Regions from separate parts of the Hordeum vulgare genome. Here region 1 is linked to region 2. Evidence: chromatin contacts called from public Hi-C data. All regions are on one chromosome and are shown on one strand. Each heading gives the region's core, a stretch centred on a gene start, on an enhancer-like site or on the middle of the called end of the contact. The rest is flanking DNA. Distances are from core to core; before and after follow the strand shown. Region 1 holds the start of LOC123412375 (auxin response factor 21-like). Region 2 holds the start of LOC123411866.

Evidence for each region. A called contact is a pair of places that touch in the nucleus more often than the background predicts.
Region 1: a contact with region 2 is called in a Hi-C map of seedling, with 2.8 times the contacts expected there. The contact joins the promoter of LOC123412375 here to the promoter of LOC123411866 in region 2. A contact is called at or near these places in 2 of 6 Hi-C or Micro-C datasets (leaf and seedling).

What each region holds. Positions count from the first base shown.
Region 1 is chr7H:186,799,685-186,804,615 of MorexV3_pseudomolecules_assembly, reverse strand. It overlaps LOC123412375 (auxin response factor 21-like), which reads right to left and starts at 3,592. Exons shown (of 13, transcript XM_045105321.1): 1 at 3,227-3,592; 2 at 2,237-2,335; 3 at 2,062-2,118; 4 at 1,786-1,941; 5 at 1,614-1,698; 6 at 1,336-1,426; 7 at 1,024-1,188; 8 at 819-941. The coding sequence starts at 3,382.
Region 2 is chr7H:186,378,506-186,383,285 of MorexV3_pseudomolecules_assembly, reverse strand. LOC123411866 reads left to right here and starts at 2,390. Exons shown (of 7, transcript XM_045104826.1): 1 at 2,390-2,984; 2 at 4,163-4,224; 3 at 4,304-4,516; 4 at 4,597-4,780. The coding sequence starts at 4,182.

The DNA.
Region 1 (4,931 bases), core at 2,343-4,842, 420 kb before region 2:
CGCCACCGTCCTCCTCCTTCTCTCCCATCTCCGGCAGGTCTCCTTCATCTCCCTCCGTCCTCCATCTTCTCCGCTTGCTCCGGTCTCCGGCGGATCTCGTCCATATCTCCCTGTCCTCCCTGTCCTCCCCACCCCACTCATGTCCAGGAATCCCCGCTGCCGGCGACCCGTCCCTTGGATGTCCCTCTCCCACCTCTATCGCTGGTAGCCCCGTCCATCTACCACCCCATCTGCCCTTCTCCCTCTCCAACTCAACCCTAATCCCACGGCCGCCCTAATCCCATGGCCACTCCTCCCTCCCGTTCAGATCCGATGGCCGCTCCCCCTCTTCCCCATCACAGCTCCTCCCTCCTTCCCCAGTCTGAAGTTCATCATTATATATTTTCTACTTACAACTTTCAGCTATCTTCATGTTTTTTGAACAAGATGTGGCTTGTACTACCATTTTTTTATTTTTTGCATGCAAATTTTATTTCTAATATACCATCTTTCAATTATATGCATGTGTTGTTGAAATTCCATTTCCAAATTTGTACAACCATTTGTGTTCAAAATTTTCTAAATGTCCAATTCCACACTTGGTGCATCCAAACATGATTCGGCATTGTTGCTCCCTGTGAATGCCAGGAGCCCAATACCTGAACATCCAAACACAATCTGTGGTATTGAAGCTCAATACCAATGTCTTGGGATATTTGGCATTAGAGCCAATTCAATACCCAGGCCCTCAATGCATACATCCAAACATAGCGTAAGTGATTTGATGTGAGATGAACGACTATTCAATCTACAAAATTAGGTAAACATGGAATCTATACCTTCTTGTTCCAGATTCTTCGGTCTCAAACATCATTCTAAACCGCATGCCAAGAGATAATTGGTTGCCATAGACTGCTTTCTGATACTTGGCAAAAGGAATCACAAATTCTGAAGGACTGGCCCTGAAGAAACAGAAGGTTGTCCAATTGAAACTCCAGTATATCACTTATTCACATGCCAAAACTCGCAAAGGATAGTATTTACCTTGGGTTATAGAATATTGTGAATTGGCTGTTATTTGCTGCTGCATGAGCTGCAGCAGCAAGAACTCCGATATGCATGCTATCACTAGACAAGACAGATGATGAGAGGTTAGTAGGTTGCCTATTTGCTCGCCTGATCCCCAAGAGGAGTTGTTGTTTTGCATCCCTACAATCACAAGAGCAGAATTTTAGTGGCACTGGTTACCTTTACAGATAGGTTTATTTGTTACTACATCAATTCTTGAGAAATACCAAGTCAGGAAAAAGCTGACTGTCCAACAAATAAATGGAGACATCGGCATCAACATTTTACCTAATAAATAAGACTGAATCACCAGCAATAAGTCTCTTTCCACTGATAAATAAGCTCCAGCCAGTAGTCAGCAGATGCCTTTTAGGCTGGCCTGGTGAAGAGAAGCACTCATGAAATTAGTGCATTATTCCTTCCAAAGAAAACAGTCGAATGGATTAAATCATGAAGGAACAGAACTGTAGGCCAAAACAGATATATGACATTAAAATATGGGCTTGGCTAACTTCCACCAGCTTTCATTCATGCGTTGAGAGGAACTAAAAAAACATTTGACTTGCCTCTAAATATATGACGGAATGTCCAAATGGTATCATGTAAATCCCTGGCCTGGAGTTCCTGAGCAGGAGGTTGCAATGAGAAGTCCTACACATGGTACAACTCGAACAAATAAGAACAAACCAAAAAAAACACTCAACACATGATTTTACATCAGAAATAAACTATGCTTACAAGACGAGGGAAAATCCTCTCTGCAGCACGCCGTGGCACGGAGAATCCTCCATGAGTGCTCGTATCACTCGCGGTCAATGTTTTGCAGAAGAATTCTGTTTGTGGCTTGTTTTGTTTCAGGGCAAGCTCTGATGCCAGCAATATCTCCTTGTCACACTGTGTCACCTAGCAGTTACAATCCCCAACCCATTTTTAGGCAAGAACTATAAAACCATGGCAGTACAAGTACGTCTCGTAATAAAACGATTTCTCTGAACTTTAGGAAGTGACACTTACATTGCTAACTGGCTGGAGAGTCATCCGAGCATAAACTTCATCCGTCTCAGGATCAGACTGTCAAGTTTTGTCGAGAGAACAATGACGCCAACAGGTTAGATCGTCCGCATAAAAGAGCACAGGACACGCATCTGGTGTCCACTTAGTGGTGTTTGCTCAAAGTGGTAGTGGTTACCTGCATAGTGACGCTGTGGAGGATGCATATCAGCTTTGATGGAAGATTTGGATAGCTTGGAATCTGCGCGTCTGCATCCTTTCGCATAGATGCTGCGACCTGACATTGCGTATCAGGGAATAAATACTTCTTTTTTGCACTGGAACTCCAGACCACTTGCATACAACTTGCAAATTTGCAAGTGGTTTTCGTAATAATGTGATTTTAATGGACTCTCAACTGAACTTCTACACAGAAAACAGGAATTGCTCCTATGAAACCTCACACTAAATCAGAAGCACCCATCTCTAATACCTAATATAAGCAAGTGATTCTTGGAGATACAACCAGGAACCGAGAGGTGTTTCCCGGTGATTCTTTCATGGTTCTGGTCCATCATGATAGATAGGGACAGACAACCGGGGTACCATGTGAGTTCCCATCAGAGATAACATTGGCAGGGATATGATCAAGTATGAACCAAGCCCAAAAAAGGTTGCATGTCCTCAGAGTTGAGACTTGGAACAGGGTAAGACCGTAAGAGTAAGACCAAAACTCTAGGTAGAAATCCAGCTCCCAAATTTCTTATCTTCTATTCGAAAATAAATTCCAAGATTCTCTCACACTACACTACTGAAGACAAAGTCACCGGGAAAAGAATTAGATTTGCCTCTCAATCAATCAAGAACTAAAACAAAGCAGTTGTCTGTCTGCAAGACGAAACCGAGGGGCTCAAGAACCATGAGTTGACTAATATATGGTTGTCTGCTGCCAGCCGCCGGACACGGAGATGAAGCGACCATGAGGCCGCTTCGTGCCGGCGGCTATCGCGGGGAGGGAGGAATCATGAGCGCGCCCGCGAGCACGAGGCGGCCAGAAAGGGACAAGAGAAAGAAGAGAAGACCAAAAAAAAAGGGAGCGTTTTTTCCTCGTCCAGACTCCAGAGAGGGGGAGGAAAGCAACAGCTTTGATCAGCAAGAGTCATCGGAAGCAGGAGCTGGGCGGCCATACCTGCTCGCTGTGCCCCTGCGGGAAGTAGACGACGAGGCTCCCCGGCGGCGGCAGCGCCACCAGCGGCCCCGCGCACGCGTACCACAGCTCCTGGTTCACCCTGCTCCCCCTGGGCCCCTCCCCGCCGCCGGCGCCAGAGCCCTCCGGCGCCGCCATCGTCCGCGCCGCGCACGGCCGCGGTCACTGGTGCCCCCGCCTCCGCCGCCGCCGCCCGGGTGGCATCGGCGGGTCGCCGGCGAGGGTGGGAGGGGGGAGAGGAGGGACGGAGCAGCTCCCGAGGAGAGGAAAACACTCGGGCGGAGCGAAGGAAAGAGTAATATAATACTGCGGTCTGCGGGAGCGCCGTGCTGTGGCCAGTGGGCAGTGGCGGAGCGCGCTGGCCGCCGTACTGCTCGGCTTTGTTAAATTGCCTGCAGGCTTCGATGATTAGTTCATTGATTGATTAGCCTCGCACGGGCGCGGGATAATTGTTTCTCCGGGAATCAGGCGCGCGTAAGAGCTTTCGAGGGCGGGCACAGGGCGCAGGATTCAGGGGGGAATGCGTGAAATGGAATAAAAATCTGCGGGGCAATAGAAAATTTTGCAGGATGCGTCAGACAGAAAGAAAAATGTGCAATAGCTTAGGTGGCCTTTTGATTCGATTCTGAGACCCAAAAGGTACGTTAACTTTTCTCAAAAAATACACAGCGGACGTGCCGCAGCATCAGAGCATCTTCAACCGTCTTTATATATTTACATTCATTTGTTATTTTATAAATATTTATCAAAAAATCTTATTCAGTAGCCTTTTTTTAGAAAGTCCATCATGGCTAGCTTTATTAAAACTCAGACAATAGTTCCATCGTTCATCAATTGGCTAACTAGGAACTCACGAGGTTCGTTAGTCCAACTGTCATTCCGTTTATTACAAAAACTAAATTTTGCTAGCTCATGAGTAACTGAGTTTGCTTCACGAAAACAATGATAAAAGATGACCTTTCCTATCGACGTAGACAAATCTATGCATTCGGCAAAGACCGCTGCAGCTGCAGCTGCATCCCACCATTGATCTTGTCCTTGACAACAATTGATGACGCTCAGCGAATCTGATTTCGCTTCTACTCTGTTGAAACCCAAGGAGTTCGCTAGTAATAATCCATCTCGCATTGCCATTGCTTCAATGGTCACAACTTCCGCTGCAAATGGTATAAATTTACAAAACCCTGCAATGAAATTTCCTCTTTCATCTCGTAGTACACCTGCAACAGAACCAGCCCCTTCATTCGCATGGAATGATGCATCAACATTAAGCTTTAAGAATCTTGGCTCCGGTCTCTTCCACCTATACTCCACCGGTGCTCTTTTGTTCATCACAAAAATTGTATAATTTTTAACTATTGCGAGGATAGATATATGCCACCTGAAGTTAGAAGGAATAGAATCATGATGAGTGTGTCGACGACGCAGCCACCAGAGATATCAGCATCTAGTCGCATTCACCTCCTTTTTCTTCAAGTTTGGCATCATTAGCAAAGGTTGGTCCAACTCCAACAACAAAATTCCGGAATTGCTGATCCCGATCTATCCACTTGTACAGCAAAGTCGATACAATCTGTTAGACCCAAACCGGCCCATAGGCTCTTTGCTAACTTGCATTGGAACAACATATGGCGTAAGTCTTCAGCCCCCCTGTGACACACTAGGCAAGCTCCATCCATAGGTATAT
Region 2 (4,780 bases), core at 1,141-3,640:
GGTGGTGTCGAGCTCGGCGAAAATGGAGCGATCTCCCATCATGTGGTTGGATGCTCCAGAGACCAGATACCACACTCCACAGCCACCGTTCCCCTCGTGTCCGAGGTTGGCCTGGATAGTGTCTTCGACGAGATGGACGAGAGCAGCCAGCGCCGTGTCGGGGTTGTTGTCGAACAGGCCGCATACCTGGGCCATCAACAGCCCTGGTTCCTCATCATCAGGGCCCGCCTGTACGAGATGCGCCTCCCCGTTGGGCTTGGACTTGCATTCCCATGCCCAGTGCCCCACTTGCTTGCAGTAGCGTCAGATGTCCTTGTATTTGTTGCCGCAGCTTCCGCCACGGCCCGAGCTCTGTCCGTGTCCTCCGCGTCCACGCCCACGGCCGCGGCCACGGCCGCGCCCCCGACCGGTGCTGTTCGAGGACCCATCTCCTTCCCGCTGCTTCATGCGCGCAAACCACTCCTCCTCCGTGAGAAGCAGCATGCCGACGTTGTCACCCGCTCCGGGCGCGGTGTCGAGTTCGTATCTCTCCTCCGCCGCCATAAGCCTCCTGATCAGCTCTTCGAGAGGGAGTGTGTTCAGGTCCACCAGTGTCTCGATCGCGCACGCCATCGGGGAGTAGAATTTGGGCACGACCGAGAGAAACTTGCGGACGACTACGGGCTCGCCGATCTTGTCACCAAGCAGCTCGAGTTGCGTGACCAGAGAGGAGAGACGCATACCAAAGTCATCGATGCTTTCACCATCGCTGAACTTGATCGCCTCGAATTGCCGGCGGAGGGCCGTTGCCTTGGCCTCCCGGACGCGGCTCACGCCGAGCCGCATCGTCTTGATCGTGTCCCACGCGTCCTTTGTCGTGTCCTTCGCGGCGAGTGTGGACACCATCGCAGGGGGAACCGACCGCAACAGGCACTCCATTGCCGTGCGGTCAGTGTCTCGCTCCGGCGTCCCGTCATTGACGGCCACCTAGAGTTGTCGCGCCTCCAGCATGACCTGCATCAGGAGGGCCCAGTCGGAGTAGTTCGTACTCGTGAGCATAGGCCACGCGCCCCCGGTGTCACGCACGACGCGCTGGTGCACAACCATCGCGCCTCCCGTCACCCCGCTGATCTCGTTGTTCTTCTTTGCCGGACTGCTGGGTTCCGTCATCCCTCACAGGTCGTCGAGCACGAGGCTCTGATACCAATTGTCGGGCGAAACCCCTTCGGCTAGCGTCTCGCCGGAGCTCACCGGCGATCGAGAAGAAGAGTAGCTCACACGCGAGAGGGAGAGAGAATATTTGCTGCACAACTGCCTCGCAGCTTTTCAGGCTTTTCTTACTTAACTGAAATCTGTTACAGCGACTGAGAGGAAAAAAAACAAGGCCACCAACGGCCGATGCTATCTTCACGGCAGCAATCCTCGCGACTCGTGCCATCCCACGATTCGCATCATGCGCGCATGAAGTGGCCCTCGACGACTCCATCAGCCCTCCTATTCCGTCGCGCCATCCCACGACTAGGCCAACTAGAAATCAGCGAGGGTTTTTGCCTAAACCTACACTACTCCCTGAACCGAACACTACACAGAGGTTCAGTCCAGGATTTTATGCTGAAAGCGAACACTTCTACTCCATGGCGATGATGATGATCCCACCATGGCTACTGAACTTAAGTTTAAACCTGACAATATGCAGGATTGCTCTATCGTCCATCGACCGAGTTCGGTTGTTACTGTACACGTATGTTGTAATAACTCGTTAATCTGCCATTCACTACAATCTAAAGACAACTATTCATAATAAAAAATATCATATCAACGATAGAGATGCTGCGACGATGGTGCTCATGTAGTCAGGTTCCCGGCGCCTACACGTACAGACAACACCGACGGCCTGGCAGAGCACCTGCAGGACAGGAGGCCGGAACACAAGATCCTCAAGAGACCATCATTTCTTTCATGAATTGTAAGTTTCTGAAGCCTTACAATTGTTTGATTGAGCATGGTGGATAAAAATAGTTGGTTAAGTGTTGCCGAGGAGGATTTTGTATCTCGATGTCGACGGAAAGGTGAGAAGGGCTGATCGAACCTACCAAGCAACGGTTAGTTGTGCGGTGATCATGATTTGCGATCGGGATTACTATTTGTAGCCGCGGGACACCTTGTTTTGCAGCTACTATACGAGGTAAGCACTCAACTTCCGATGGCCCCGTCGCCGTCCGTTTGGACTTCATGCACCGAAGCCGATCTTGTCGAGAGGCGCTAGAGGACTGTGTCGCGCGGCGTAAAAACACTGCACTGGGTTTCCGATTAATCTTTACTCCTTTAAAAGAGCCAGTTGGTGTTGATGGTCCGTCTGCCCACTTCGGTGAGATGATAATAAAAATACACGGAGTGGCAAGAGTTGAACCGCTACCCTGCCTATCCTTTGCGTGAAAGACTTCTGAAGCGCTCCTAGCACCGGCCATTCTCCCCAATCTATGCGTCTCGTCTCTCCCCCCTCCTACTCTCACAGCCTCCCCCAATCCCGTCTCTCTTGCCGCCTCTGTACTCCAATCCCAGTCGCCGGCCTTGAGATCCAACCCCTCCCTTCAAAATTTAAACCGCGATGCCGCATGGCCCGATTACTCCCGAGGTTCCCATCCCTTTCACCAGATTCAGTTTTTGCCGCCCTATTCGCTCCTCGTCGCAAGTACTGCGTGAAGTTCATACGCACTGCCAAGTCGCTCGCTCACCCGCACGGGAACGAGGAAGCCGCAAACCCGTGCTCGCTCGCCGTGCCAGGGATTGCGTGGAGGACGCTATCCTTCCCGTACGCTCGCTCGCCATCGTTGAGCCTCTTGGAGCTCGCATCCCCTACGGGCGAGCTCGGCCAGGGACTGCAGCGCCATCTCACCTTCGCAGCGCGGCGCTCCGTCCACGAGCAAGCAGACAGTTCGTCTTGGTCTAAGCTGCCTTTTCCCCTTCCATCCGAGCACATCGGCCTCTTCGGACACTCACTTCCTGTACGTCTCCACAAGGTACATCATGTTTATTCTGAATCAGTTGGTGTATAGCTTAGTATTAGTAAAGTTTAGTTCCTGAAAGAGGGTGGGCCGGAATATGACATGGACGGTGCCCGCGCGGTGCCGGAGGTCCGTGAACTGGCGTAAACCCGTGCACCCTTGACGCAGCTGCAGGTGGATTGACAACTGATATACTACTGCAGTTTTTTGTCTGTTTGACATTGCCCAGGATTTTTGGTTTGTTAGGAAATACGCTTAGTTCTGAAGAGTTTGAGAGAAGAACAGTAGTGCAGTTTCAGAGGTAGACCCGTTGAGAATTGCTATTACTTTGAATGGGTTCAGAAGCACCTGCCAAGCAACCCTGTCTATTGATCGAGCTGCTTTCTTTTTTAAATTAATGAATGCGAGTATCATTGGATGGAAAATGAGCAGAAAACCTCATCCGGATTGCCCTACATTGTAGGGAAAAACCTGCATTCTATATGCATGGGTTTACATAGGTAGTTCAGAGACAACGGAAAACAACAAAAGAGGAGTAACAAATCATGGAATGTAGGCAAAGAGAACGAACAAAATACAGTCCGAGTAAACTTATAAAAAATACTGACAGAAAACAATATAATCCTTGTGGTTACCAATCAAATTATTTTGGGTACACTTGTCGTGCTTTCCATGGTAATTTATAAACAGAACATGTGTGTAGCCATTTGGAGTAGGACCATGAATATTCATATGGTTGAACAGCTCTAGAGCACGGGCTCAGATGCTCTCGCTCACGAAAAAAATAAAAAGAAATACTAGAAAAAATAAAAAAAAACAATTTTTTTTGTGTGGTAGATAATTTCATGCGTGAGGTCCGCTCCAAATTTCATCTTCTTTGAACATCTGAGCAGCTCTCAGCAAAAAAGACAAATCGGCTCAGAAAATTCGTGAACAATCAACCTTTTTTCACAGACCCAGATTTTGTCTTTTTTTCTGAGAGCTTCTCATATGTCCAAATAAGATGCAATTTGGAGCGAAGCTCACGCATCAAATTGTCTACCACCCAAAAAACATTTGGAGTTTTTTGAATTTTTCTAATATTTGTTTCAATTTTTTTTGTGAGGAGGGGTGGAGCTGAGCCCGGGTGCTGAAACGCCCTACTCCTTTTACATTGCTAACTTTATAACTTCTCGTAGACGAAGATTCATTTGCAAAATGCCTCAATGTCCAAGCCAACGGTCTACTAAAGGAAAAGAAGGTTATTATCCTGTCCCTTAACGTTTGTCTTTAGTATAAAACCTAAACATTGATAGCTCACATTGCAGTATTTGTAACAGTGGTGGAGGAACATAACAATAGAAAGAGGTCTCGTCGTAATATTGCAGCGAGCGCTCCAACACAATTGGTAATACATGAGCCGTCCAACTCAAGAACATCGAGTGGAACATCCTCTGATGGTGAAGATGTTCAGAACGAGTTAGCTGCAAGTTTTCCTACTCGCAGCATCCTCACATCAATCAAAGGCTTTGAACAAGGAGAGAGCTCGAAGGGTAATGTGCTCTTAGTGCATATTTTTACATGTCCTGCATGCATGAGTTTATTGAAATATCTTATGGGATTATTTATGTAGGACGGAAGCGTTCCCGTGAATCTACTCGCTATGCTAACCTTACACCGGAACAAAACCAAGCAAGGCGTGATCGTGAGAGAGTGCGCCGTCAATGTTTAGCGCCTGAGGTTAGGGAAGAGATCAATGCTCGCAGGAGAGCGCGTAGGAAGAGTTTAACACATGAAGAAAGGAATGCACGCCAACA